5 separate regions of the Mus musculus genome follow, and all the other regions are linked to region 5. A link is a contact called in public HiChIP or PLAC-seq and promoter capture Hi-C data. All regions are on one chromosome and are shown on one strand. The core of a region is the stretch at or near the end of the contact, and the rest is flanking DNA. Distances in the headings are between cores, read along the strand shown. Region 1 holds the start of 1700104B16Rik (a long non-coding RNA gene). Region 2 holds the start of AI429214 (expressed sequence AI429214). Region 3 holds the start of Dctn6 (dynactin 6). Region 4 holds the start of Gsr (glutathione reductase). Region 5 holds the start of Mfhas1 (malignant fibrous histiocytoma amplified sequence 1).

Region 1 (5,484 bases), core at 1,781-4,280, 1.9 Mb before region 5:
TTCTGAGGAGACATCCTCTCCGCCTCTGTGTCTCCAAAAACCAAACACTCCTGCTGATAAGCAGCAACACTCCAGGTGCCTGTCCTTGAGACCTTAGAGAAATAACAAGCTCAAGGGAGACCATGGGAAAAAAGTAAACAGAGGTCAGGTCACAGTTACGAATGGCCATAAAATTAGTCCTTGAACAGACACCCATTAACACCCCCCCAATTCAGTACTATTCTACCCTCTACTCCCCTTTTCCATGAATATTCACACTATTCTAACTATATTGTATATAAATCCAATGTTTTCTGTCTGGACTCAGGGTCGCTTGCCAACATTCACGCAGTGAGTGCTGGGTTGACTATCTGAGTTCAAACTTGAAACAATAAAAGACTCTTTAGTGAGTTGCAGCAGACTTTGACATTCTTGGGCTCATCTGGGTTTCCTGTGGACTCAGAGCACAACAATGGCAAATGCTCTTAATCCCAGCAGAGCGTGGAGGCAGGGGGATCTTTTCCTCCAATCCCATTGCCTCTACATCAGCTTCTGCCTTCAGGTTCCTGCCCTGACTTCCCTCAGTGATGGCGTTAAGGTTTGTATAAGCTTGGCCCAGGGAGTATCATTATTAGAAGGTGTGGCTTGTTGGAGTAGGTATGGCCTTGTTGGAGTAGGTGTGTCACTGTGGTGTGTGGGCTTTAAGTCTCTCATCCTAGCTGCCTGGAAGTGAGTGTTCTGCTAGAAGCCTTCAGATGAAGATGTAGAACTCTTAGCTCCTTCTGTACCATGCCTGTCTGGATGCTGCCATGTTCCTGCTTTGATGATAATGGACTGAACCTCTGAACCTGTAAGCCAGCCCCAATGAAATGCTGTCCTTATAAAAGTTGCCTTGGTCATGGTGTCTGTTCACAGCAGTAAAGCCTTACTAAGACAGATGGACTGTTACCTGGACGTGTAAGCTGAAATAAACCCTTTCCTCTCCAAGGGTTTCATTACGTTGTTTCATCCCGGTAACCCTAAGACTGTATGCATGTTTGGCACTGGATGTATACAAGAGGGGTGTGGTGAAGAAACTGCCAACATGACCACCCCATGTTATGGCTAAGGTTTTTATTGGAGACATGAGAGTGAGAACAGCCACAGGGATCTGGAGAGTCCAGGGCAGAGAGAGAAAGTAGTAGATTGACCATGTGTAGCAGACTGGGCTTTGCCAGGACTGTCTACAAGAAACGGGAAAATGGCCACTGATAGAAAATAGGGGAAGCTTATTGAGAAAAGCAGCAGCAGGAGCGGAGAAGAGTGAACAAGAAGAATGAGTAATCGGTGGGCGGGTGGGAAGGGCCAGGGGACTGGTGAGCAGGCTTTGAAATGTATAAGTGCTTGTAGGGACTGAGGGAGTCTGGAGGCTGCCGGGCTTGCACCTTGTGCTGACATGTTAATTGGAGAGCCATAAGTCACTTTTGCTGGAGGAAAGGGAAATGAGTCATTTTCCTAGACAGAAACTAGAGCTTCACAAGTTCCGGAGGAATGCCGCCGTCTTTTGTCAGTTGTTAGAACTCCTCGTATAGTCCAGATTAAGTTAACTAGTGGATCTTCGGACTGTCATTTGAAGTTTGAAGAATTGGACTCTCCTTTGGACCTGACAAAAATTTAGTTATACAAAGTTAGTTTCTGCATCATCACTAGTATCCTATGTTGGGGGGGGGGCGGGACATACAAAACTAAGACCCAAAGTAATTAGTACTAATAAACTACAGCTATGGGATATTTAAATACTGGATTAGGCTGTACAAACAAGGATAGTTGTAGGGTGCAGGATGGGCCAATTATTATTATTTGTTGTTGTTGCCAAATATCGCACCCACATCTTATATTGTCCCCCAAAAAATCAAAGACAGGTCACAGGTATGAAAAGAGCCGGTGTTCGAAGCGCAGAAGCTGAGCTGTAAGTTTTGAGGTTGAAGTCCAGAAGTTGAATTCTATGTTGAGTTTGCCTTTGCTAGACTGTCCCTCCCACCCCCAAGCCCCCCGCCACTTGTTAAAGGTGGTTCTGGTGAGTGGTATTTGAAATAAAATAAAAAAGCTTGGCATGGAGCAGCACTTGGTAGGCCGAGGCAGAACGATCTCTGCAACTTTAATTCAAGTTCCAGGCCAATCAGGGCAACACAGGAAGACCTTGTCTCAAATAACCAAAACCACCCACCCTCCAAAAAATATGACAGATTTATTGGTAATGTTGCCGGTTGGGTTAGACTCCAGAGCCGGCTGAAGGAGCTGCTCCGACTTTGTGCCAAGAAAAGCGGCTTTCCGTTCTTCCCTAGAGCAGAGCTGGTAGAGTAAACGTGGCTACCGGCAGCCTTTGAGCGCGCTCCGGTCGTCATGGAAACTCGGGGCGGAGCACGCCGTGACGCAGGCGCCTTTTCGGAGCGGCGTCGCGGTGGTTGCTGGGAGCGAGCGTCCTAGCCGCCGCACCAGGAAGTGGAGGGCGGGGCCGGGGCTGTGTCGCCAACGCCACCACCACGGCCGCCTCGGGTTCGACCCCCTTGGCAGGTCCGTGTTGGGCGTGCGCGCCGCGACGGCGGCGGGGGGCGGGAAGCGGGCCCGCGGTGGGCGGGTGTGTGCGTGCGTGAGTGCGTGCGTGCGTGCGGCCGAGGCGGAGGCTGGGAGGCGGCGCGGGCTGCGGGCGCTGAGGTAGGGACTGCGGCGGCGGGCGAAGGGGGACGAGTCCCGCGTGGGACTCGGCTGCCCCGAAGCGGGACGCGTCTTCCGAGGGGACGCGCGCGTGGACGCCACGCCGCCGAGCCGTTCTCCAAAGCCGAGCCCCCGAGAGGAGGGGCTCGCCCCAGCCAGCATTGTCTTTTAGGCCGGACGTCCATACAGCAAACTTTCGGGTTGGAAAGCGGGAAGGATTCCGGGTGGGCGAGCGGATGGTGCCGACCGCTTCTTGGCCACAACCACAGCAGCCGAGCTCATCCCTGTGTGGAGTTGGGGGGACCACCATGGCGTCCCCTCCCGACTGGCTTTTCTAATGCTGCTTTAAACTTTTTGAGGTTGTGAGTTTTCGGAGGAGTCGAGAGGTATTTTCCCGATCGAACTCTGCGCTCCGTTTTCCTGATGTGCTCCGGTACTCGGGGGCGAGCCGTGAAGCGAGAGACAGAGTAGACAGACAGGCTGCTGGAAGATTGCAGATTCTGGGGTAGGAAAGAACTGGACAGTGGAGCCTGAAGATTTGAAATGTTAGTTTTCCGGTAGCTATCCACCGTGAAACGTACCAGCTCTCGGTCGTAACATCCTGTTCGGGGCTTTTGATTGACCAGATTAATGTAAAGTAGACGTGGATATAGTTTCTTTACCACCCAGGTTAGCCCTAAGATGTGCACTGCAGTACAGATGTTGGTTGCAAAAGGAGGAAAAGTTAGTTGGAACTCCGGAGAGTAAACCGCTTGCTCTGGGTGCCTTTGTTGGTATCATCATATAGAGAGGTCTCTCTTATTTCAGAAAGCTTTGCTAGGGTTCCAGGGCTGGGACACATGACTTCTTACTTAGTTGTGCCACTTCTATTCAGGTTTTATGTGTTAAAATTAGCCATAGCACTAATGCTTAGTCTTTCAGACTTGTGGGCATTATGTAGTTAGGTTTTTCTAAGTTGTACAGGTTTGATCTGTCCTAAAGTCTTTATTTGACGTCCAGATTAGTCATCTGACCTTATGAAGTAAAATGTTCCTGTTTTAGGAGTTGCAAACTGCCTGTTTCCTCAGTCTTCTCACGTTGTGAATTTTTTCTTATTTTCATGCTTTCCCTACTCATACCTCTCTCACTTGCATATTAAGTTAATGTTAATTTCTTACCTAATACAACCAAAATAACAATTACTCTTGAAAAAAAATCTTTCATAAATACTTCCTCACTTTTAGAGTTGAGCCAAGTATGTACAACACTGATAGTGCCCCATTCCCCAGACCTAGGAGGAAACTACATTTAGAGCAGTTCTGTAGATTATTTGCTCAAATGTTAGGAATTGAAACTGGGAGGAGCAGATGTTTTACTCTTAGACCAGGGACTCTTCGACTCTTCTTACATAAAGTTCACAGTGAGTTTTCCATATGAGTGCTTTTTTTTTTTTTTAAATCCCTTTGGATCAAGATTGAACCTGTCACACTGCCACTTGCCTCCAGCAAGCTATATCTCCAGTCTCCATCTCCCTGTTATTTAATCAAGGAACTCAGTGTGTGTGGAACCAGTTAGGATGCTCCGGCTTTCCTGAAGATGTACGTGGAAGCAATACTTAGTAAAAACTGAACTTGAGGTTAACGCTGTTTTGCTAGGCTAGTGACTTAGTACTTTAATGATGCTAGGCAGCTGCCGTGAGCTCCCAGTCGATATCACAAAGGCACAGTTGATATGCTGTTGTGTACCAGGTTGCTAGGCATTTATGTTCAGTACAAAAGATGGATTGAATGCATTTTTTTTCAACTTAAAATATTTTCAGTGTATGAAAGGGTTATCATTGGAAGTAGCCTCTGTAGAGTGGTCTTTCCCCCCTGACTGAACACTAGTGTGAAATTCATTCACAGGGGCAAGAGTGAGCTTTTCTGAACCGTGCTGCAGAGTGCTAGGAAGAGAAAAGACTTTTTGTAAGATTCATGGTGATTCAACTGGTGGTTCTTGTGTTCTGGTTGTGTTGAGATTGCTTAAAAATGCTTATAAAACTACAGTTTTATAACTGGGGGTGGGGTGGGGGGGAGGAGCGGGAATGATCATTTAGTTTTACCTCCTAAATCAGGAATTTTCTGTACACTTTTACCCCTCCAGTGTCTTTCTATGTAGTCCTGGCTGTCCTAGAACTCTGTATGTAGACCCTTGCCTTGAACTCACAGAAATCTGCTTGCTTCTGCTCCAGGTTAATTGCTGAGATTAAAGGTGTGCAACCACTATGCCCAGCTTCTATAGATGTTTTTAATACCTTAATCCAGCTTTCTTAATTAATAAGAGGGCACTGGTTTTTAAAACACACCATTTAATTTATAGCAGTTCCACTCCTCCCCTTTCCTTCCCTTTTCTTCCCTTTCCCATCCCCTCCCCCTTCTCCCCCTTCCTTCTTCAATGAGCCTAAATATGCTTTCTAACTTCTAGAGCACTGGTACACAGTATATAATGTGAGCTTCAAGTGTGAGTTATGCTTGTAATTAAAATTTGTGTGTGCTGAGGATTTAACCCAGGGCCCCATGAAACAAGGCAAGTGCTCTATCAGCTGAACTATATCCTCAGCTAGAGCCAGCTGGGGAGGATAATTTCTCTGTCTCTGTGTGCGTATGTATATATAATAACGTATATATGTATGTATACATATATGTATGTATGCATGTGTATTTTATAGAAATACTTAAGTCATTTATTGCCATTAAGTTACAAGTCTGAGTCTATACACTGGAAAACACTGAAACTTTTTACCTCAGGAAATTATTTGTCAGTATTTGGCTAACTGAAGGATATATTGTTGTC
Region 2 (4,940 bases), core at 110-2,609, 1.4 Mb after region 5:
ACTTTTATGAAAAGAAAATTGATTAATTTCCTATTCATATTTTTTGGTCACAGATGAAGCTATTTTTAAAAAACAGATAAACTTACAGTGCTAAAAGATAGAAGTTGGATGAGCCTGGGTATTAGCACATGGACGTTATTAGAGGATGTACTTTAAAGACACATTCCTTGTTGGGGGTGGGGAGAAAAATGAATTATATGGAAATATGAATGGGAGCATGAGGGAGGATTTTGAAACAATTTAGAATAAAAACACGAATCCTGCTGGAAATCCCTTAGATCCACAATTGTCTTTCTGCTTTCTTTAATTTGGCCGAAATGAGGAAGTTGGAAAGTTCTTATCTTTAAAGGAAGGCTGACCAAATTTCTCAGATTATCTTTGAATATTTCAGACCATTGACCTTGGCAAAGTAAGGGAGTGGGTGAGGACACACAAGGATGAGTCGGCAGTGTCGGAAGGGATGCAGGGAAGGAAGACAAAGTGCATTTGAGAGTCCAGTGTGTGTGTGTGTGTGTGTGTGTGTGCGCGCGCGCGCGCGCGCGCTTTAGGGTCATCATCAGGATTTTCAACATGTGCCTTTATATGGCATTTGGGTCTGAGGCAATGTCTTTTAAAAGCCCCGTATTAGAGGGATGTATCATTGGGTAAGGGCTTGAGTTTGAAATTAAATAGGAGGATACTTAGACTTTCTTAAAGTGGAATTACTCATGTCACAAAACCCACTGTCCCTTTGTAAGTGGTATTAAGCACACTAACAGATTTCTTGAGCAGGCTGCATCTTTAGGCTTTATCCTCAGAGACTCAGATATACAGAATGCAGGAAATGCACCCGAACCCTCCGTGTAAAGCATCTTGTAGGTGGTAATAGCCATACAGCACAACATCTAGAGATGAAGGTATGGATCTGGCAGTTGGAAGGGACAGCACCTAACACTGTGGTTTTGAGGAATCTGCGAGGGTTTTCAGGAGCCTTGAGAGACTGTGGAGAGACCTTAGAGAATATTGTGAGTATTTCCATTTTTATTCTAAGGCAAATCTACAAACAGCTTCTCCCTTGGCTCTAAAACAGGTATGTATTACTGGGGACTTCAGATAGCACTTTTTGTGGAAATTTTGCGGCAAGACGCGTTATCTCTTTTGTCAAGTGCCATCTGTCTGTCTCCATGGGACTTACGTATGCTCAACACCTGGTCTGACCTGAAAGGTTTGCGACCTTTTCCCTTGAATTACACACAGCAGCCTGAGGGCTGAATTAAAAGCTGTTGAACGGGCTCCTGCAAGAGACAGGAAAGGGGCGGGATACCGGAGACCACTCACTGCGCATGACCGGCCCGCGTTGCCATGTCAACCAGGAAAGGCATACCCGGAAGAAGAAGCTCGCGGCACTCAACTACACCAAAGATTGTGCCCTGTCGGCTCCTCTTTACTGGTTCCAGACCCATTTTTGACCAGAGCAAAGCAGATGAGGAACTGAGTCCGAGACAATGGGGTGGCCACCTGCTCAGAAGCCGGAGGACTCAAAAGAAGAGCACGGAGGCCCGGCCCAGACGGACGTCTGTGCTACTCAAGTTTCAGAAGAGTTCCCCGGGTCCTGTGCAGATGAGGTACTGAGTTCTGGTTCCATCAGCTTCTCTGGAGAATTACAATCCTATTCACACACCTCTGAGAGCCCAGTCGAGACCAAAACGCCGACTACAAGTTCGGAAGAGCAAGACGAGCAGTCAGAACTTTCACTCTTACAGAAGGATGAAAATAAGCTGAGTGAAATGTGGATCAACCATCTCAAGAGCAAAGAAATTCATTCTGAAAGATCTCAACCCGACCGTAGACTCCCACCAGAAATCCCTAAGGAATCCGCAGAAGAACTGGATGCCCTGCAGTCTTTTTGTACTAAAAAAGTAAACTTGATTCACCAGAGACAGGATTTAAGAGCTAAGAAAAGCAACAGACCCAAAAGGCTGCAGCTCAGATGGATTGCAGAGACCTCAGAGGTAGATGCTTTCAATTGTACGATCCCTGATGAACTGTGGAACAGAATCTATTTGGAAAACACGAGAGCGACTCTGGCGTACATAGGGGCGATTACGCAACACATTTCTTCGCAGTGTCCCAGCTGTAATAGCAAAAGAGCAGAGCTGGCTCAGTCTGACTTCCTGAGACGAAGGAAAACTTTACTGCAGTCACTACTACTCCAAGAGAAAATAGATGAACACCTTCATACCACAGACTTTCTCACCCGTGTTGGAGAAGCACATCAGGGCTTCCCCAGGCTTTCAGATGATCCTAGGATCATCTGGAAGCGACTGACTGAGAAAATGCTGAAGGGAAGCTCCGGCTTTGGGCGGGCATATTCAAAGCAGGTGTAGGAAGACTGTACAAGTCTTTTTAATGATTCTCAACTCACACGTCCAACCAGATAGGAGGTGCTGACTACTAATGATGATATGTACTATGCCCAACCAGGGGATGGTGACTATTGGTGATTAGTGATAACATGTGTTGTGCATACATGTACCTGGTGTGGATTTGAGTAATTACCATCTCATATAGAGGAAATTTAGAAACTAATGTAAGATTTACTTCTGCTTCCTTCACTGAAGTCTAAATCATTAAATCCAATAGATTTTTCACATTATGGAAGACAATTGGAGAAATTGCAAAACTTTTGTAATCTAGGGGAATATATATATATATATATATATATATATATATATATATATATATATGTATGTATATGTGTGTGTGTGTGGTATTCTCTCTATACACACACACACATATGAATGATGGTAGTTTGGAGTGGTGGTGGACAGTACAGAGAGAAAGAAGTAAACAGATATAAGATAGTTAGGAAGCAGCGATGAGGGCTGGTTTTGGTGATAAAGAGGCTGTGGAGACTAACTTTGAAAAGGCACTAGGATTTTGACTTGTGTACCTGTGTACTCGACTGAATAGTAATTTCCTTAAGACAGAATTCTATTTAGTTTCTGTCAACTTGACAAAAACTAGAGTCACTTGTGGAGAGGAAACCTCAACTGAGAAATTGCCTTTCTCCACCGGTCTCCAGGCATTTCTGAGGGAGCATTTACTTCCTTAATGATTGAGGCGGGAGGGTTTGTGCCACTGCCATCCTTAGTCAGGTAGTCTCAGGCTGTGTAACATGGCAAGCTCAGCAAGATATGGAAAGCAAGCCAGTAAGTCACATTTCCCCATGCGTTCTGTTTAGTCCTTGCCCAAAAGTTTCTGCCTTCACTTCCTGTCTCTGCATCCCTCTATGACCTACAATAACCTATTAACTAAATAAAACTGTTTCTTCTCTAAGCTAGTTTTGCTTATTCAACACACATACACACTCCACCCCACCCCAGTAACAGAAACCCAACCAATTGGTACCAGAAATCGATACCAGAGAGTAGGGCATTGCTGTGACAGATGTGACCATGTTTTGGCTTGGGTGTGTGGGGGTGGCTTTTGTGGGAAGACTTGAGAACTTTGTGCTAGGCAAGGTCTTTGCAGTCTCAGAGCTTAATGACCAGGTAGGAGAGCCTGTAGCATAGGAATGTTGGGGAGGGGCAGATGATGGAGAGCTGGCTTCTAAAGGTTTAGAGGGAAACAAAGACCCTATCAGGAATGTTTATGTCAGAATCAAGAATCTGACAAGGGGTCATTGTGCTGGTTTCTATCTAAGCTGACACAAACTAGAGCCACTTAGGAAGAGGGAGTCTCACTTGAGCACTTGCCTCTATCATACTAGCCTATGTCCATATCTGTGGGATACTTCTTGATTATATCAAGGCCTGGGCTACTGTGGCTGGTGCCACCCTGGGGCAAGGTACTGGGTTGTTAGGAAGCAAGCTAAGAAATCCATTGGAAAAACAAGTCAGTAAGCAATACTCCTCCATGGTCTTTGCTTCAGTTCCCGCTTTCAAGTTGTTGCTGGGAGTTACTACCATGTCACCCCTAAATGATGGGTGGTACTCTGTAAGCTTAGCAAATCCTTTCCTTACCCTAACTGGTTTTGATGGATGTTCTTATTATATTTCTGTATAATAAAACACAATACAGCTAGGAAGACTACAACATGGCGAATTTGAAGGTGTGATTGAATATAATTCTTTATATCTAAGTAGTGTGTGGTGTATTTGAGACATATACATTGAGAGTATAAAGAAGCAGGTTATTTATATGTAGAGTCAACAGGAAAGGTTTAGAGGCTAGACTAGTGGGGAAATCATTGGCATGTAGTTAGACATTGAAGCCGGAGATGGGACAAACTTCTAGAAGCTAGGAGAGAGAAAAGAAGCAGACTGATTGCAGCTTCTGAGAAATGCTGACCATTAATAAAGTATGTTTGTGTGTGTGTGTGATAATCATGCAAGAATAAAACAGCGAAATAAAGAATATGAATATATACTACATAAAGAGTTTAATTGCTGGCAAGAAAACAAGATGAAGCTGAGGGCTTCAATATAGCAGTGTGTGTGTGCGTGTGTGTATTGTATATAACGTACACATATGTATCTATATTGTATATAACAATGCGGGATTGTTATAAACAATCCATTTTGGTCATAATGATTTTATGAATCTTCTCTATGTCCTAGTTTTCGGTCAAACAAACTATCATTTTTTGAAGAGCAGTTTGCCATTAATGGGGGGAAATCACATGTTCCTTGATAGCTCATATTTATGATTTATTTTTCTATAAAAATGCTAGCATTGATGGCATTACCCAGAGACTGTTTTCCACACATCAGATTATTTGAGTGAAAGTTAATTGTATTTGCAAACGATGGCTCTTTTTTTTCATTATTTTTTTAATTAGGTATTTTCTTCATTTACATTTCCAATGCTACCCCAAAAGTCCCCCAAACCCCCCACTTCCCTCACCCCCAATCCCACTTCTTGGCACTGGCATTCCCCTGTACTGAGGCATATAAAGT
Region 3 (5,173 bases), core at 1,871-4,370, 1.5 Mb before region 5:
GGACTGGGTAGTAGATGAGGCACCGGGGACTCGCATGTAAGTTACCCACCATGTGCAGGCTGGTTTCGTCTTGGTGATGGAACTACTGGCCAGACTACACGGTGAGAGCTGAGGGTACTAACTGCAAACTTTCTTGCTCTCACTTCACACTCCCATTCTGCCTGCGATACAACTACTAACTGTCACTCTCCTCTCCTTGCCGGGGAACCCTGACGTCATGGGGACCAGTGTAGCGGCTCCAGCATCAGCTACCTTGTTATGAGACACATGGGTGAATGGCTGTGTGGAATGTTCAGGAAAGCTCTTTAAAACAAGCTAACTCAAGTTGGGTGGTGGTGGCTCAAGCCTTTAGTCCGAGGAGGCAGAAGCAGAGGCAGGTAAATCTTTGGTTCAAGGCCAGCCTGGTCTACAGAGTGAGTTCCAGGACAGCCAGGGCTACACAGAGGAACCCTGTCTCAAAAAACAAATAAATGCTGGGCAGTGGTGGCACACGCCTTTAATCCCAGCACTTGGGAGGCAGAGGCAGGTGGATTTCTGAGTTCGAGCCCAGCCTGGTCTACAGAATTCCAGGACATCCAGGGCTACACAGAGAAATCCTGTCTCGAAAAACTCAAAACAAAACAAATAACAACAAAACCAATAAAAATTGTAAGCCTCAGCGTAACAGACACAAACAACTGGACTGAAAGGAGAAGCGCTAAAGTTGGTTACCCAGCATTAGCTCTCGAGAAACATCAACCATTTTCTTACCTATGGTTACATCTCCTCTGATTTCGCTTTCTACACACACTACTGCTCCGGGAGCAATCTTCACACTGTAGGAAGAAAGAGAACACTCATCCTGAGTAACACTGAAAGTATGGACGGTGGGTGAGAGGGCTCCATGGATAAAGCCCTGCTGTGTTAAGCCCAGTGACCCATTCAGAGCCTTGGAACCCATGGAAATAAAATTAAAATGTAAATATGTTACAGAAGGTATGCTGGGGCCAGCCAGATGGCTCAGTGGAGAAAGGGGCTGATAAAGGAAGGTGCTTGCTGCCAAGTCTGCCCACCTGAGTTCAATCCCTGGGTCTTACACGGTGGAAGGAGAGAATCAATTTCCATAAGTGTCCATAAGTATCCATAAGTATACTACTGCATGTGTGTACTCTCACGCATATAAACACATTCAATTATCCATCAATCAATCAATGTGAAGGGATTCCTTTTCTGTTGTGGAAATGAAACACCGTAACCAGAGCAATTTGTAGAAGGCAACAATTTATTGTGGCTTAAGATTCCAGAGGGATAAGAGTCCATCATTGTGAGGAGCCAGGCAGCAGGTGGCAGAAAACCAGGAAGCTGAGACACCACAGCTTGAAACACACATGCATGTGCAAGCAAGAACAAACATACACACACATACACATGCACTCACAAGTGCGAGTGTGCATGAGCATCTTTCTAAACAGCACCATCAACTGGGGTCTAAGTACTCAAACACATGAGCCTATAGGAGACTGTGTCATTCACACCACCAAAAAATAATATGAAAAAAAGTTTTTAATACAGCTATGCTGACTCTGTAGCTAAGAAAAAGGTTTTAAGAGATTCATGGAAAAATAGCAAGTCAGTGGTAAGAATGTTTAATGTATTATGAACTTCTTAAGTGGCACACAGCCTATTAGGCCAAAATCACATATACTTTTAAATGCTTAACAAAACAGCTTTGGATTTTATTTCTTAACAGTATTCTAACTGTTCTGTCTTGCTTTCTGTCGCTGTGATAAAGACCATGACCAAATGCAGCGTGGGGAGGAGACGGTTTATTCGCCTTACACTTCCTGCTCACCATGCCCAGGGAGCTCAGGGCAGGAACTATGACTGCTTACTGGCCCACTTGCTAAGTAGCTTTCTTAAATGGCCCAGGCCTACCCGACTGGAGATGGCTCTGCCCACAGTGGGATGGGCCTTCCCATCTCAATCACAGATCAAGACACTCACCCCGACATGGACGATCCTTCAATTGAGGTTCCCTCTTCCCAGATGACTCTAAGTTGTTTCAAGCTGACAGTTAGAACTCATCAGGACACTAACCCTAGAATTTCTACAGACCATCAAATGATAATGCATACCACAAAGTTCTTAGAGCAAAGTTTATTCCTGGGGCGTCACTGTTCTGACACCAGTATTCTCGATTCTGAGCCGAAAGTTGCCCAGAAACACCCTGTCTCTCTAGATCTTTGTCCTGTGATAACTGAATGCTTGCTTCCGGGGCGATCCACGCCCTCTTCTGGCTTGAGAGACAACATTCACACGCACACACCTTAACACCGATACATGCATATACATACAGCTGTATATGTATATGTATATCTCAAGACATTAATCCCAGGACAAAGGAGGCAACGGCAAATGAATCCCTATGCTTTTCTGTTATCCATGCGGTCTCTTTCCACCAACGGCTCTCACTGGTGAAGACTGTGACAGGAAAAGCCATAGTTGCCGGCCCTGGGCTCTCAGGCACTGACATAAGGATGACAGCATCAGTGTCTTCTTCCAGGCCTCCCTCTTCCTGATCAGAGGCAGGGCCGACGGTGCAGCCACCGCTGAGCAGCCTTCTCGCCCGCACAACCTCCCTCAGCCTCCCTGAGTCCCCCACGCAGCCCCAATGGAGTCTGCGCAGGCGTGCTGGGATGGGTGGGGGTCACGGAACAAACCCTCTCCGCCCCCACACCCCACGGACGCCAGGTATGGGATTATGGAGCCATCCACCTATACACCGTCTCAGTGCCCCCACGCCGCGACCAGAAACGGGTTCTGCCCCTGCGGAGGTGTTAACACGTACCTCTTTTGCGTCTTCTCCGCCATCGTCAAGCCCGGGTCTCAGGAAGAGCTGAGATCGATTTTTGCAGCCTGGCTAGAGCGATGATCTCTGCATGGGATTGCAGAGCCTGGCACGGCCTGGGAGAGGCGGGGCCTGAGAGACCCGCCTTCTGCTTTCCAGGTTCGCGCTTGCGTGCTGAGGATGGTTTGCTTTTCGGGGTTGGCTTGGCTTGCTTCGCTTCTGCCTCCTGGAAAGTCGTTTTTTCCACTTGACAGTGTTTACCAAGTCTATCCTAACCCCATCAGCCCTGATCCTTATCGTTAAGTTCACTCTACGTTTAACTTCCTCCCTAAGCCTGTCAAAATCTCTTTTGAACATCAAATCCAGTTTTTAAACGTCTCTTTACAAGCGCGCGCGTGCGCGCGTATGCGTGTGTATGTGTGTGTGCTTGGCTCTTCTGAGGCTTTGTCATCTCACGCTATTAAACTTTGAAGAAACCAAGCTGTCTTTCCATCTCCCAACTACTGCTACGTAGGACCCAGGTGGCATAATAAGGATTCATTCTGAGAAGCAAAACCAGCAGGAGATATGAATTACGAGGGTTTTGTTAGGAATTAGTTAGGGATCTGCTGTGCAAGTTCGAAACCCGTAGATCAAGCTGGGACTTTTTCATTTGGAAGGCCAAGCTGCTACCCACAGGTGGAATTTCTTCTTTTCAGGGGGGAAGTTTCAGTGTTGCTCTGAACCCTTTAAACTGATTGAATCTGGCCCACTCCTGGTTATCCGGGACAATCTGTTTCTTAATTAAGCAATTTCTAGTCACACCAAGAAATATCTTAAAGGGGGTGTGTTGGGGCTGTTGGCTCAGTTGGTACAGTGCTTGCTTAGCATGCATGAAGTCCAGAGTTCATTCCAGAGAGTCACACGAAACTGGCCATGGCAGAACCCACCCATAAACCCAGCCCAGGAAGGATCACAAATTCAAGGTCACCCTTGGTTACTCAGAGTTATGGCTCCTGCCATTTTCCTGGTTTTTATAGTGGTTGTTGTATTGTTTTAACAGTTTTTCTAGTGTGGTTTATTCTTTTTTATGATTTCTCAGAGGGACTTGTTTCTCTCTTCAATCTGAAAGATTCCTTCAGGTCTTCTGTAGACCTGGCTTAGTGGTAATGTGTTCTTTGAGTCTGGTTTTGTTTGTTTGTTTGTTTGTTTGTTTTTGGTTTTTGAGACAGGGTTTCTCTGTATAGCCCTGGCTATCCTGGAACTAACTCTGTAGACCAGGCTGGTCTCGAACTCAGAAATCTACCTGTCTCTGCCTCCGGAGTGCTGGGATCAAAGGCGTGCGCCACCACTGCCCAGCTTTGAGTCTGTTTTTGCAGTAGAAAGTGTTTATTTTTCCTTTAGCTAGAACACGTAGGTTTAGTGGGTGCAGTACCAGAGTACTTTCAGACTTTGAAATACATCATTGTGAGCTCTTGCAAGACGTTTAAAGTTTCAGCTGAACAGCCTACCTTCATTCAGAGGGACACACCTGTTCAGGTGATGTGGTGTGGTGATGCTCTCTTGCACTTTAAATACACTTTTTTTTTTCTTTTATGGTCCTCCATGTTAGTGTTTTAAATACAGTATGACAGGGGAGGTTCTTTTCTGGTCTTCCTGTCTAGTGCTTCCTGTATCTACTTCCTCAATCTCCCTAAACCTGTGGGGGCCTTTCCTGTCACAATTCTTTTGAAACTGTGTTCTAAGCCTTTAGGATAAGATTCTTCACTTCATATGTCTGTAGCCCACAGAGTTTGTCTTAGACTTTAGAGTAGATCTTGGAACTCCCATTTATACTTTTTTTTTTCTTTTCTTCTTATTTTTTAAAAGGTTTATTTATTTTATGTATGCGAGTATATTGTCACTCTCTTCAGACACACCAGAAGAGGGCATCAGATCTCATTACAGATGGTTGGGAGCCACTATGTGGTTGCTGGGAATTGAACTCATGACCTCTAGAAGAGCAGTCAGTGCCTGTCTTCACCTCTGAGCCATCTCTTCACCGTTGTCCTTGCTGAATTGCTCTAGTTCCTGCAGGTGTCTCTAAGATCAAACATTCTGTCCTCTCCTTGGTCTGTCCTGTCTCTGAGGTTTCCCACGGGGCTATTTGTGTTGGTGTTTTTGTTGTTTTGAGACAAGAGCCTCACTATGCATCCCTGGCTGGCCTGGAATTGGCAGTGTAGACCAGGCTGGCCTGGAACTCACAGAGACAGAACACACCTTTAGAAAGAAAAGGGTTATTTTGGCTTACGGATCCAGAAAAATAAGAGTATGTGACTGCAGAGGTGATGCAGGGCAGCAATTGGCGGACACACGGGCAGGAACAGG
Region 4 (4,772 bases), core at 1,036-3,535, 1.9 Mb before region 5:
GCATCAGATTTCATTACGGATGGTTGTGAGCCACCATGTGGTTGCTGGGATTTGAACTTGAGACCTTCAGAAGAGCAGTCGATGCTCTTAACCACTGAGCCATCTCGCCAGCCCCCAGGAAAGTAGTTAACTCAATCAGAACAAAGAATCTATGAAAGTGCCGGGCGTGGTGGCGCACGCCTTTAATCCCAGCACTTGGGAGGCAGAGGCAGGTGGATTTCTGAGTTCGAGGCCAGCCTGGTCTACAAAGTGAGTTCCAGGACAGCCAGGGCTATACAGAGAAACCCTGTCTCGAAAAACCAAAAAAAAAAAAAAAAAAAAAGAATCTATGAAAGTACTATAAGGGAGACATGTAGTTTAAAAATCTATGAAAAGACCAGGGTGAGGTAGTGCACACCTTTAATGCCAGTGGCAGCAGGTGGCACAGCCCACATTCCAGAGGTAGCCAGAGTCTGTCTTTTTTTTTTTTTAAGATTTATTTATTATTATATCTAAGTACACTGTAGCTGTCTTCAGATGCACCAGAAGAGGGTGTCAGGTCTCATTACAGATGGTTGTGAGCTACCATGTGGTTGCTGGGAATTGAACTCAGGACCTTCGGAAGAGCAGTCGGTGCTCTTAACCACTGAGCCATCTCTCCAGCTCCTTGAGATCCTGTCTTAAATTTTTTTTTTTTTTTTTTTTTGGTTTTTCGAGACCGGGTTTCTCTGTGTAACCTTGGCTGTCCTGGAATTCACTGTGTAGACCTCAAACTCAGATTCGCCTGCTCCGTCAGACCCCACCTCTATCTAATCTATCTATCTATCTATCTATCTATCTATCTATCTATCTATCTATCTATCTATCTATCATCCATTCAGGGTATCTCTATTGTGGCTGTCCTGGAACTCCCTATGTAGACCAGGCTAACCTGGCACTCAGAGCTCTGTCTGCAGAAATTGAGGGCATGAGCCACCACAGCCAATTGTAAATACAGTTTCTCAACAAAACAGCCTCACAAACTGCCTCCCAGGGTTTCTTTTCTTTTTCAAGACTTATTTACTTATTATAAGTACATTGTAGCTGACTTCAGACACACCATAAGAGGGCATCAGATCTCATTACAGATGACTGTGAGCCACCATGCACGTGGTTGCTGGGATTTGAACTCAGGACCTTCAGAAGAGCAGTCAGTGCTCTTAACCGCTGAGCCATCTCTCCAGCCCAAGAGTTTCTAATAGTACGATGTGCTTTATGCTAACTTCGCATTTAAGTTTTAGTTGTTCTCTATTCTCTTCAGTTTTTATCCTGAGCCTCAATATTGGACGCTGACGCTGAAATCATGTAATAAGTCAAAGTAACGCTGGTGTTGGCCAGACAACGGGAACGTCAGCGGTTGTGAGATTGACTGACACAATGGAGCGGGGAATGGAACTCTGCCCCTCTGGAAGAGCAGCCGGGGCTCTTAACTGCTCTCCAGCCGCTGAATGTTTTAAAGAAGCAGGATGGTTGTGTAAGTTTAATTGAATACTGGTTATTGCCTCACAACGGCACGTTTCTTATGACTTAGCAGTATTTAATCTTGATCTTTAGGACAAGGCGGTGCCGGCAGAAAAGTTGGTTTCCCTTTTGTGATCAAGTAGGAGTTTGTGTGCCTGTGTGTGTGGGGGTGGTGGTGGGGTGCTTTCTTCGTGTGTTTATCTGTATCTATCTATCTTTACACAACTCTATATCCCCATCAAACTTTAACTCGGTGATCTTAGCAATCATTAATGGTTCCCAAGAAAGCCGCTTGGTCACTGTGACCTTGTAAATGTTCTCAAGTTATTATTCTGTCTACATTTATTACAGGGTACTCTACCAGAAGGAAAAATCTGCCTTCTTCCTTGATGATCTTGAACCCACGTTCCTTCTATCTCCCAAGTCATATTACTTTTTATTTATTTTTTATTTTTTTATTTTTTATTTTTTGGTGTTTTCGAGACAGGGTTTCTCTGTGTAGCCCTGGCTGTCCTGGAACTCACTCTGTAGACCAGCCTGGCCTCAAACTCAGAAATCTGCCTGCCTCTGCCTCCTGAGTGCTGGGATTAAAGGCGTGCGCCACCACTGCCTGGCTACTTCTTAAACAGAAAATAAAACAAGACAAAACAAAACAAAAAAGCCTCAACAGACTGTATAGCATTCTGATTCGTAATATCCAGCTTGGAGTGTGGGGCTTAGGGGCCCTGTGTTCCTCATTTCTTAGCCGTGGGGCTCCCAGCCTGGTGCTTATATGAACTACACATTGTTCTCGGGGATCTTGGCCGGTTTAGTTGGCAGCTCCATCTCAGTCCGTTCTTTAAGCTTCCTCTATGGATCACAAAAAATCATTTCGGCCACTCCACTCATTATTCCAGCCTTTTTTTCTTCTTCATTTTACGAGTACCAAGTGCCCTGAAAGCGGAAAGTAGGTTAAGGCCTGCAGGAATCCGAGAAGCTGGGGGTGGGGAAACAAAACCTGCACGTTCTCGCCCTCGGTCCACGCGCTGCGGGGCGGGGACAGGGGCCCTCGGGCGCGGTGCTTAGTCACGGCGACGCTGCACCCCGCTCCCGGCGCGCACTTCCGCGCATGGCGCTGCTGCCCCGGGCGCTGGGCGTGGGCGCGGCCCCGAGCCTGCGGCGGGCAGCGCGCGCGCTCACCTGCGCCATGGCGAGTCCCGGCGAGCCGCAGCCCCCGGCCCCGGACACCTCTTCCTTCGACTACCTGGTGATCGGCGGCGGCTCCGGCGGGCTGGCCAGCGCGCGGCGGGCGGCGGAGCTCGGCGCCAGGGCCGCGGTGGTGGAGAGTCACAAGCTGGGTGGCACTTGCGTGAGTACCGGGGCCCTCGGGCCGCGCCGGCTGCGCGCTTTCTCCCGGCCTCTGAGCGCGGCGCCCGGGGTGCTTCCCCACTCCCAGGCCCGGGATCCCAAGAAGTGGCGGGAAAAAGGGTAACGCCGCCGATCCCGCCACTCTGCACAGGTGCAATGCTGAAGCCAAAAAAACTCCAGCCAAGCTTAGCTGCCCAGCGTGCAACTCCATGCGGGGGAGTATGGCATCCGGCGCTGGAGCTGGGAAACACGAAACTCTCTGGGAAACTGCTAGTGGCGTGGGCGAGGGGAGCAGTGGAGGGTTCTGGCGTGGAGGAGTGTGTGTGTGCGTGCGTGGGTCGGGTCTGATCTATTTCAAGGGCAAAGTGCTAGGTAACAGTAGTTCTTAACTTTGGCTGCGCAAAGGAACCCCCTGGAGAGTTGAAGTTCTGCTGTTTCCCGCTCCCTGTTCTGCTGTTTCCAAGGCTCCCGACCGTACGTGGAGATGCGGCGCGGGGGTTAGCAAGCTCAGAAACACGCAGTTGATCCCAACTGCAGCCAAGCCTGAGAACTACAAGCTGCCTCCAAAGAGAAACCTTAAGGGGTTTCTCAGAGCTTTGTGATACCGTTTGTGGATTGTTTGGGGACAGGTTTACAAATTAAAAAGGAAGGAAGGAAGAAAGAAGGAAAGAGAGAAAGGTGGTAAATCTTACGATTGAAAGTCTCGTTCCCACGTTAGTGTGGCTCTTCCTATCACAAGATCAAGGCAGAGTTTTTGTTAGTGATTGAAAATGCTGAACCTCAAAAGTCACCCGGGACTGGGGATAGGTTCTCTAATGCCTTTGAATGCGTTTAGATTATACTAAATTGGGAACTCCTTAGGGGCATGGGCGGGTTCCTATGCTTGTGTACTGCTTGTTACCTTAAAATACCTTGCTCAACAGCTATTTGTGAAATGAATGAAGCTAGAGATGAGAAGCTGTGAGCATGCTCAAGCCACGGTTGGAAATGAATGGGTGTGTGGTGGTTCACGCCTTTAATCCCAACACTTGGGAGGCAGAGGCCAGCCTGGTCTACAGAGTGACTTCCAGGAAGCTAGACGTTTGTTTTCCTCCCCACTTGTCACATCACCACGGATTTGTGACATCTACTGTCATTGTTGGTTCTACTGACATTAATCAAGAAGGGGCTGGCCCGGATTTGATATTTGAGTTGGAGGCCAGCCTTGTCTATAGAGCAAGTTCTAGGACAGCCAGGGCTACACAGAGAAATCCTGTCTCGGGGCTTAAAAATAAGGTGAAGACAAACATCTTCGGAGCAAGCAAAGGACAGCGCAGAGTGACATTTTCTATCAGTGGTCCACCTGACCGTGTGTGCCCAGTGCTTTCGTTCGTTCCCAGTTCATCATTCTGTAGCCACGGCCATTTCCACCAAAGCATCAGTGTGTGTCTTTGAAATGTCCTTTTCTGTTTCAGTCGCATAACTTTGGGGACCTCCACAAAGTAGCTTTTGGCTTTGAATTACAAAGCAGGGAAGGGGGCTGCAGCCAGTATGAGGGAAAATGTAACCCAAAGGTAGAAGCGGGGATAGATTTGCCCAAGGATTGCAGTAATGTGGTCTGCCCAGAGTTGGAAGAGTGAACTTACTACAGGAAGTAATTTGCATGTGCAGGGAAATCAGAGGCTTTCTGAAGCGGATCCTTTTATTTCTTCATGTTTGGGGTTCTTAGAAGAATCTAACAGAAGGAAGGAGGTGGATAGAAATATTTCCCTACAGAGGTTCCTTTAAGGAACTTGCAGTATAATGGGGAGACCAAATACAGTCAGCCAAAAAGTGGGGTTGGTCTGTCCGTCTGTCTTCTTGTTTAAGTGCTTATTTGTATGAGTGCTTGCATGAATATCTGCACCACATGCATGCCTAGTGCCTACAGAGGCCAGAAGAGGATGGCATGGGATCCTGGAGCTGGA
Region 5 (4,710 bases), core at 1,272-3,771:
GCACACAGCTAGTAATGCCCCTTGTACAACCCTAAAATTGTTATGTTTATATATATATGTATATATATATGTATATATATATATATATATATATATAATTACACATGATTGATTCCCTTTAATGAGCACAAGGTACTACCTCATCCTATTTATGTTAATGGACTTACAAATAAAAACCTTGATCTTGGCTCACTCCAGGATCAATTAGCATGTCCGGATTTTATAATTTCTGTCAAAGCAGGACATCAGAGCGGGGTGCATGCGGGTGGAAGGGTGCAGGGGAGCATATGGTGGAAAGGTGCTTGTTTCATGCCACCTGGTATGTTAAAGAGGAAGTGGAAGGTATGATGTTTCACTAGTTTCTTTGAGAGCACAACCCAATGACCCAACTTCCTCTGGTTAGGGCTTATTTCATGTTTTGGCTACCTCCCAATAGTGACATGCTAGGGACTAAGACTTTTGTGTGGGGGCCATGGAGGAAATCCCAGTCACAAACTACACTGCTCTAGATCCAGATTGGAGGCTGCCGACACCTGAAATCTAAGGTCATATATAGAATGTTCTAGAATGTGGAGAGGGCATGTCCCTTAGACACAACAGAAAATTAACCACTTAGAATTGGAGCATAGGCTCAGGAGGTCAGGATGAGTATCCATGGCAGAAGTTATTTGAACTTAGTTCCTTCCTTCCTTCCTTCCTTCCTTCCTTCCTTCCTTCCTTCCTTCCTTCCTTCCTTCCCTTCCCTTCCCTTCCCTTCCCTTCCTTCCTTTTTTCCATTCCCTCCCTCCCTTCCTGCATTCCTTCCTTCCCCTTCCTTCCTTCCTTCCTTCCTTCCTTTTTCCATTTCCTTCCGTCTTCCTTCCTTCCTTCCTTCCTTCCTTCCTTCTCTTTTCCATTCCCTTCCTTCCTTTCCCCTTCTCTCCCTCCCTCCCTTCCCCCTTCCCTCCTTTCCTCACTCTCTTCCTTCCTCACTTCCTTCTTTCCTTTCTTCCTTTCTCCCATTACTTAAAATATTCTTTCTCCTGATTTAACATTTTAGTTTTTAGTAGCCTGGCTTTCAAAGAACTCCACGTTCTTCTTTGCTTGAAGAAGTTAATGTTACCATGACCTCACACTTTAAACCCTCTTGCTTCATTCAGTCCCTCAGGTGCTGCAGTGACAGGCCTGCAGGAACATGCGTAGCTTCAGGGGCTCTTGTACAGGCTTTTCCCAAGCTTGCTCAGTATGAACTTTGCTCCCAGAAGTCACCTTGCCTCTTGCCTCACATGCTGGAAACCCTGGGTTCAAACTCTAGAACTGAGGAAAAAAATCACTCTAGCCATAGGGATCTTTCAGGACTTTGCAAGTAGAGGATTGTTCCTTGCAGGCAAACTCACCTCCTTTATAGCCGGGGTGATAAGGGGCATGCCTAAAAGCTGACAGGTCCCAGGCACTACTCAGCTCTCTTAAGCAGATAAACAAAATGATCGATTATCTAATGACAAATGGAGAAGAGTTTTCTGAAGACAGTTACAATGGAAGGATAGCTTGTTTGCTTGCAAATTGAGTCTAATTTGTGTTGCCCTTATTATCGTGGTATGGAGCCAACTGCTGGAGCTTTGGCAAGCTATCAGTGACCACACCCTCGATGAAAGTGACTGTCCTTTTCAACCAGTTGTTGCCTGTCGGTGTTCCTCAGATAAAGTGATTAAGCAACTGGAAAGGAGTGGTAGAGGTGATCTCTGCGGTCTTGACAGGTTTCACGGCTTTGATAAATTCGGAGATTACTTGAGTATAGATATGATCTCAAACCAACTTCCTCTCAATGGAAACAAGCCCACACTGAACCCTGCAATAGCGAAAATGTGTCTGATAATACGGTCATTTCTTTGAATCCACAGAATACGGGGAATGTCGGATTCAAGATGTAGCATGTTGCATTCGGCTGTGGCGCTAAATGGGATAGTACAGACTTAAGACATCTTGCATGGCCTCCAACCCCCAGCCACCCACAACAGGCCTGAGATGTGCTGGCTCAAACCAGGGGAGCTGAAAACTAGGCTTCGGTTGACCTAGTACAAATAGTCCCCAATAACTAACTTATCAAATGGATTAAAAGGTTCTTTGCTTTTCCCCCATCTGCCTTTTATAACTACCCTCTTGTTCTAAGCTCCTTGGACACCCAGGTCCTTAAATTCTGCCGGCTCTATAGAGGTGTGGATGTATGGCGCATGGGAAGGATGAGCAAGAAAGCCAGCTAAATCCTATGCTTAGGGATGAATAAGAAATCCTTAGAGGCCAGGACCAACAAAGAACCTGATGCAGGAGAAACCAACCCGGAGACCCCGGAGTCCCACATCAGCTTTGAGGACCGCATCTGGTGCGCCTGGCGCAGGGCGAAGTCCACGTCGCCGGCCCCACTGTAGCTGGACCCCCCAAACCCCAAAGCCTGCGCTTACTTGCAACTCCCGCCCCAGGGGCGGTGCCGGGAACAAGCGGCGCCTCCGCCGGTCACGTGGGGGCCGCTCCACCGGGCGGCGCTGTAGCTTCCCGATCGCGCTCTCCAAGCGCCGGGGACGCGGCGCTCGCGCTCCCGCCCGAGCCGCGGGGAAACGGAGACAAGGAGACGCCTTCACCTCCGGCTCCCCGGCCCTGCGCCCGCAGCATGCCCGCCGCGGAGCCGAGCGCCGCCCTCCTCCTGCAGCTCGCGGAGGTGACGCCGCCGGCCTCCGGACCGCCGCTGCGAGGGTAGCGGGGCTGGAGTCGGCTACCGAGGCTCGGCGAGGCGGGCGGAGCTGGAGGAGGAGCAGGCATCCTCCGCGGCGCGGCGGGCGGCGGCCCTGCTGCCCGGCGCGCCCATGGCCCAGGAGCACGGAGAATGCGAGCCGCGCTGCGCGGCCGCAGCCCAGCTCCGAGCCGCTTGCCCGGAGCCCCTCAAACCTGCCTGCGTCGCTGCCGCCCGCCACCGGCTGCGCTAGGACCCACGGCCGCCGGCCGCGCAGGGGTGGTGGCCCGGGAGCAGCGGGAGCTAGAGGGCCCGGGGGCTGGGCGCCCGCCGGAGTCCAGCGCGGCATGCAGCTGCGGGCTCCGGTACCGGCGTGAGGGTTGTCGGCGCGGGGCCCCGCCATGGCTGGCCAGGACAGTGGCAACCTGAAGACGGTGAGGCTGTGGCGGGACGCCGCCCTGAGAGCCAGGAAGCTGCGGAGCAACCTGCGCCAGCTCACGCTCAGCTGCCCAGGGGCCGGAGGCGACCCACTGGAGTCCCCCGACGCCCCCCAGCTGGTGCTGCCGGCCAACATCGGGGACATTGAGGTGCTGAACCTGGGGAACAACGGCCTCGAGGATGTGCCTGAAGGTCTGGGGTCAGCTCTGGGCAGCCTTCGCGTCTTGGTCTTGCGCAGGAACCGTTTTGCCCGGCTGCCCCCTGCGGTGGCGGAGCTAGGCCACCACCTTACCGAACTGGACGTCAGCCACAACCGGTTGACCATCCTGGGAGCCGAGGTGGTGAGCGCCCTGAGGGAGCTGCGCAAACTCAACCTGAGCCACAACCAGTTGCCAGCCCTGCCTGCCCAGCTGGGTGCCCTCGCCCACCTGGAGGAGCTGGATGTCAGCTTCAACCGGCTGGCGCATCTGCCAGATTCCTTCTCCTGCCTCAACCACCTTCGGACCCTTGACGTGGACCACAACCAGCTCACCGCCTTTCCCCAGCAGCTGCTGCAGCTGGCTGCCCTGGAGGAGCTCGACGTCTCCAGCAACCGGCTGCGAGGCCTACCTGAGGATATCAGTGCCCTGCGTGCCCTCAAGATCCTCTGGCTTAGCGGGGCCGAGCTTGGCACGCTGCCCAGAGGCTTCTGCGAGCTGGCCAGTTTGGAGAGCCTCATGTTAGATAACAACGGGCTCCAGGCTCTGCCCGACGAGTTCAGCCGTCTGCAGAGGCTCAAAATGCTCAACCTCTCTTCCAACCTCTTCGAGGAGTTCCCTGCTGCGCTGCTGCCCCTGGCTGGTCTGGAGGAGCTCTATCTTAGTCGCAATCAGCTCACCTCAGTGCCCTCTCTTATCGCCGGGCTGGGTCGGCTTCTCACCTTGTGGCTGGATAATAACCGCATCCGGTACCTGCCAGACTCCATTGTGGAGCTGACTGGCCTGGAGGAGCTGGTGCTCCAGGGCAACCAGATCGCTGTGCTGCCGGACAACTTTGGCCAGCTCTCCCGGGTAGGCTTGTGGAAAATCAAGGACAACCCACTGATTCAGCCCCCTTACGAAGTCTGCATGAAGGGGATCCCTTACATCGCAGCCTACCAGAAGGAACTGGCGCATTCGCAGCCAGCCGTGCAGCCCCGGCTCAAGCTGCTCCTGATGGGCCACAAGGCTGCAGGAAAGACCCTGCTTCGACATTGCCTCACCGAGGACAAAGTGGAGGGAGGGCAAGGTGGAGGGGACAAGGAGAAGAGCTACCTACCTTTCCCTCCCCTTGGTAGTAAGGGCATCGAGGTGACCAGCTGGACAGCGGATGCTTCCCGGGGCTTGCGGTTCATTGTGTATGACTTAGCCGGTGATGAAAGCTATGAGGTGATACAGCCCTTCTTCCTCTCCCCTGGAGCCCTGTATGTGCTCGTGGTCAACTTGGCCACCTATGAACCTCGCTGCTTCCCTACCACCGTGGGCTCCTTCTTGCATCGGGTGGGGGCCCGGGTGCCTCACGCTGTGGTGTGTATTGTAGGCACGCATGCG

What was found. HiChIP or PLAC-seq counts read pairs in DNA pulled down with a chosen protein or histone mark. Capture Hi-C pulls out chosen DNA fragments and counts their contacts.
Region 1: a contact with region 5 is called in a promoter capture Hi-C map of liver, with 7 times the contacts expected there. The contact joins the promoter of 1700104B16Rik here to the promoter of Mfhas1 in region 5. A contact is called at or near these places in 4 of 39 promoter capture datasets (erythroid cells, liver and pre-B cells) and 1 of 9 other capture datasets (liver).
Region 2: an H3K4me3 HiChIP or PLAC-seq map of embryonic forebrain shows a contact between it and region 5, with 6 times the contacts expected there. The contact joins the promoter of AI429214 here to the promoter of Mfhas1 in region 5. A contact is called at or near these places in 1 of 39 promoter capture datasets (embryonic stem cells) and 1 of 115 datasets of contacts at active chromatin or transcription factors (embryonic forebrain).
Region 3: a contact with region 5 is called in an H3K27ac HiChIP or PLAC-seq map of thymic regulatory T cells, with 9 times the contacts expected there. The contact joins the promoter of Dctn6 here to the promoter of Mfhas1 in region 5. A contact is called at or near these places in 4 of 39 promoter capture datasets (embryonic stem cells, liver and pre-B cells), 2 of 115 datasets of contacts at active chromatin or transcription factors (astrocytes and thymic regulatory T cells) and 2 of 9 other capture datasets (adipose tissue and liver).
Region 4: a contact with region 5 is called in a promoter capture Hi-C map of liver, with 3 times the contacts expected there. The contact joins the promoter of Gsr here to the promoter of Mfhas1 in region 5. A contact is called at or near these places in 1 of 115 datasets of contacts at active chromatin or transcription factors (thymic regulatory T cells) and 2 of 9 other capture datasets (adipose tissue and liver).

Annotation. Positions count from the first base shown.
Region 1 is chr8:33,729,457-33,734,940 of GRCm38.p6, forward strand. 1700104B16Rik (a long non-coding RNA gene) reads right to left here and starts at 3,031. Exons shown (of 2, transcript XR_004691281.1): 1 at 2,333-3,031; 2 at 1,078-1,621. Gtf2e2 (general transcription factor II E, polypeptide 2 (beta subunit)) reads left to right here and starts at 2,611. Exons shown (of 8, transcript NM_026584.3): 1 at 2,611-2,673.
Region 2 is chr8:36,992,216-36,997,155 of GRCm38.p6, forward strand. AI429214 (expressed sequence AI429214) reads left to right here and starts at 1,360. Exons shown (of 1, transcript NM_001039220.3): 1 at 1,360-3,318. The coding sequence starts at 1,485. The coding sequence ends at 2,366. All of the region lies in intron 2 of G630064G18Rik (RIKEN cDNA G630064G18 gene), which reads right to left.
Region 3 is chr8:34,105,592-34,110,764 of GRCm38.p6, forward strand. Dctn6 (dynactin 6) reads right to left here and starts at 3,121. Exons shown (of 7, transcript NM_011722.4): 1 at 2,828-3,121; 2 at 751-815. The coding sequence starts at 2,850. It also overlaps a transcript of Mboat4 not described here.
Region 4 is chr8:33,650,953-33,655,724 of GRCm38.p6, forward strand. Gsr (glutathione reductase) reads left to right here and starts at 2,286. Exons shown (of 13, transcript NM_010344.4): 1 at 2,286-2,827. The coding sequence starts at 2,588. It overlaps Gm33433 (a long non-coding RNA gene), which reads left to right. Exons shown (of 3, transcript XR_870309.3): 3 at 1,280-1,924.
Region 5 is chr8:35,585,268-35,589,977 of GRCm38.p6, forward strand. It overlaps Mfhas1 (malignant fibrous histiocytoma amplified sequence 1), which reads left to right and starts at 2,522. Exons shown (of 3, transcript NM_001081279.2): 1 at 2,522-4,710. The coding sequence starts at 3,106. It overlaps Gm16793 (predicted gene, 16793), which reads right to left and starts at 3,753. Exons shown (of 3, transcript NR_040376.1): 1 at 3,571-3,753.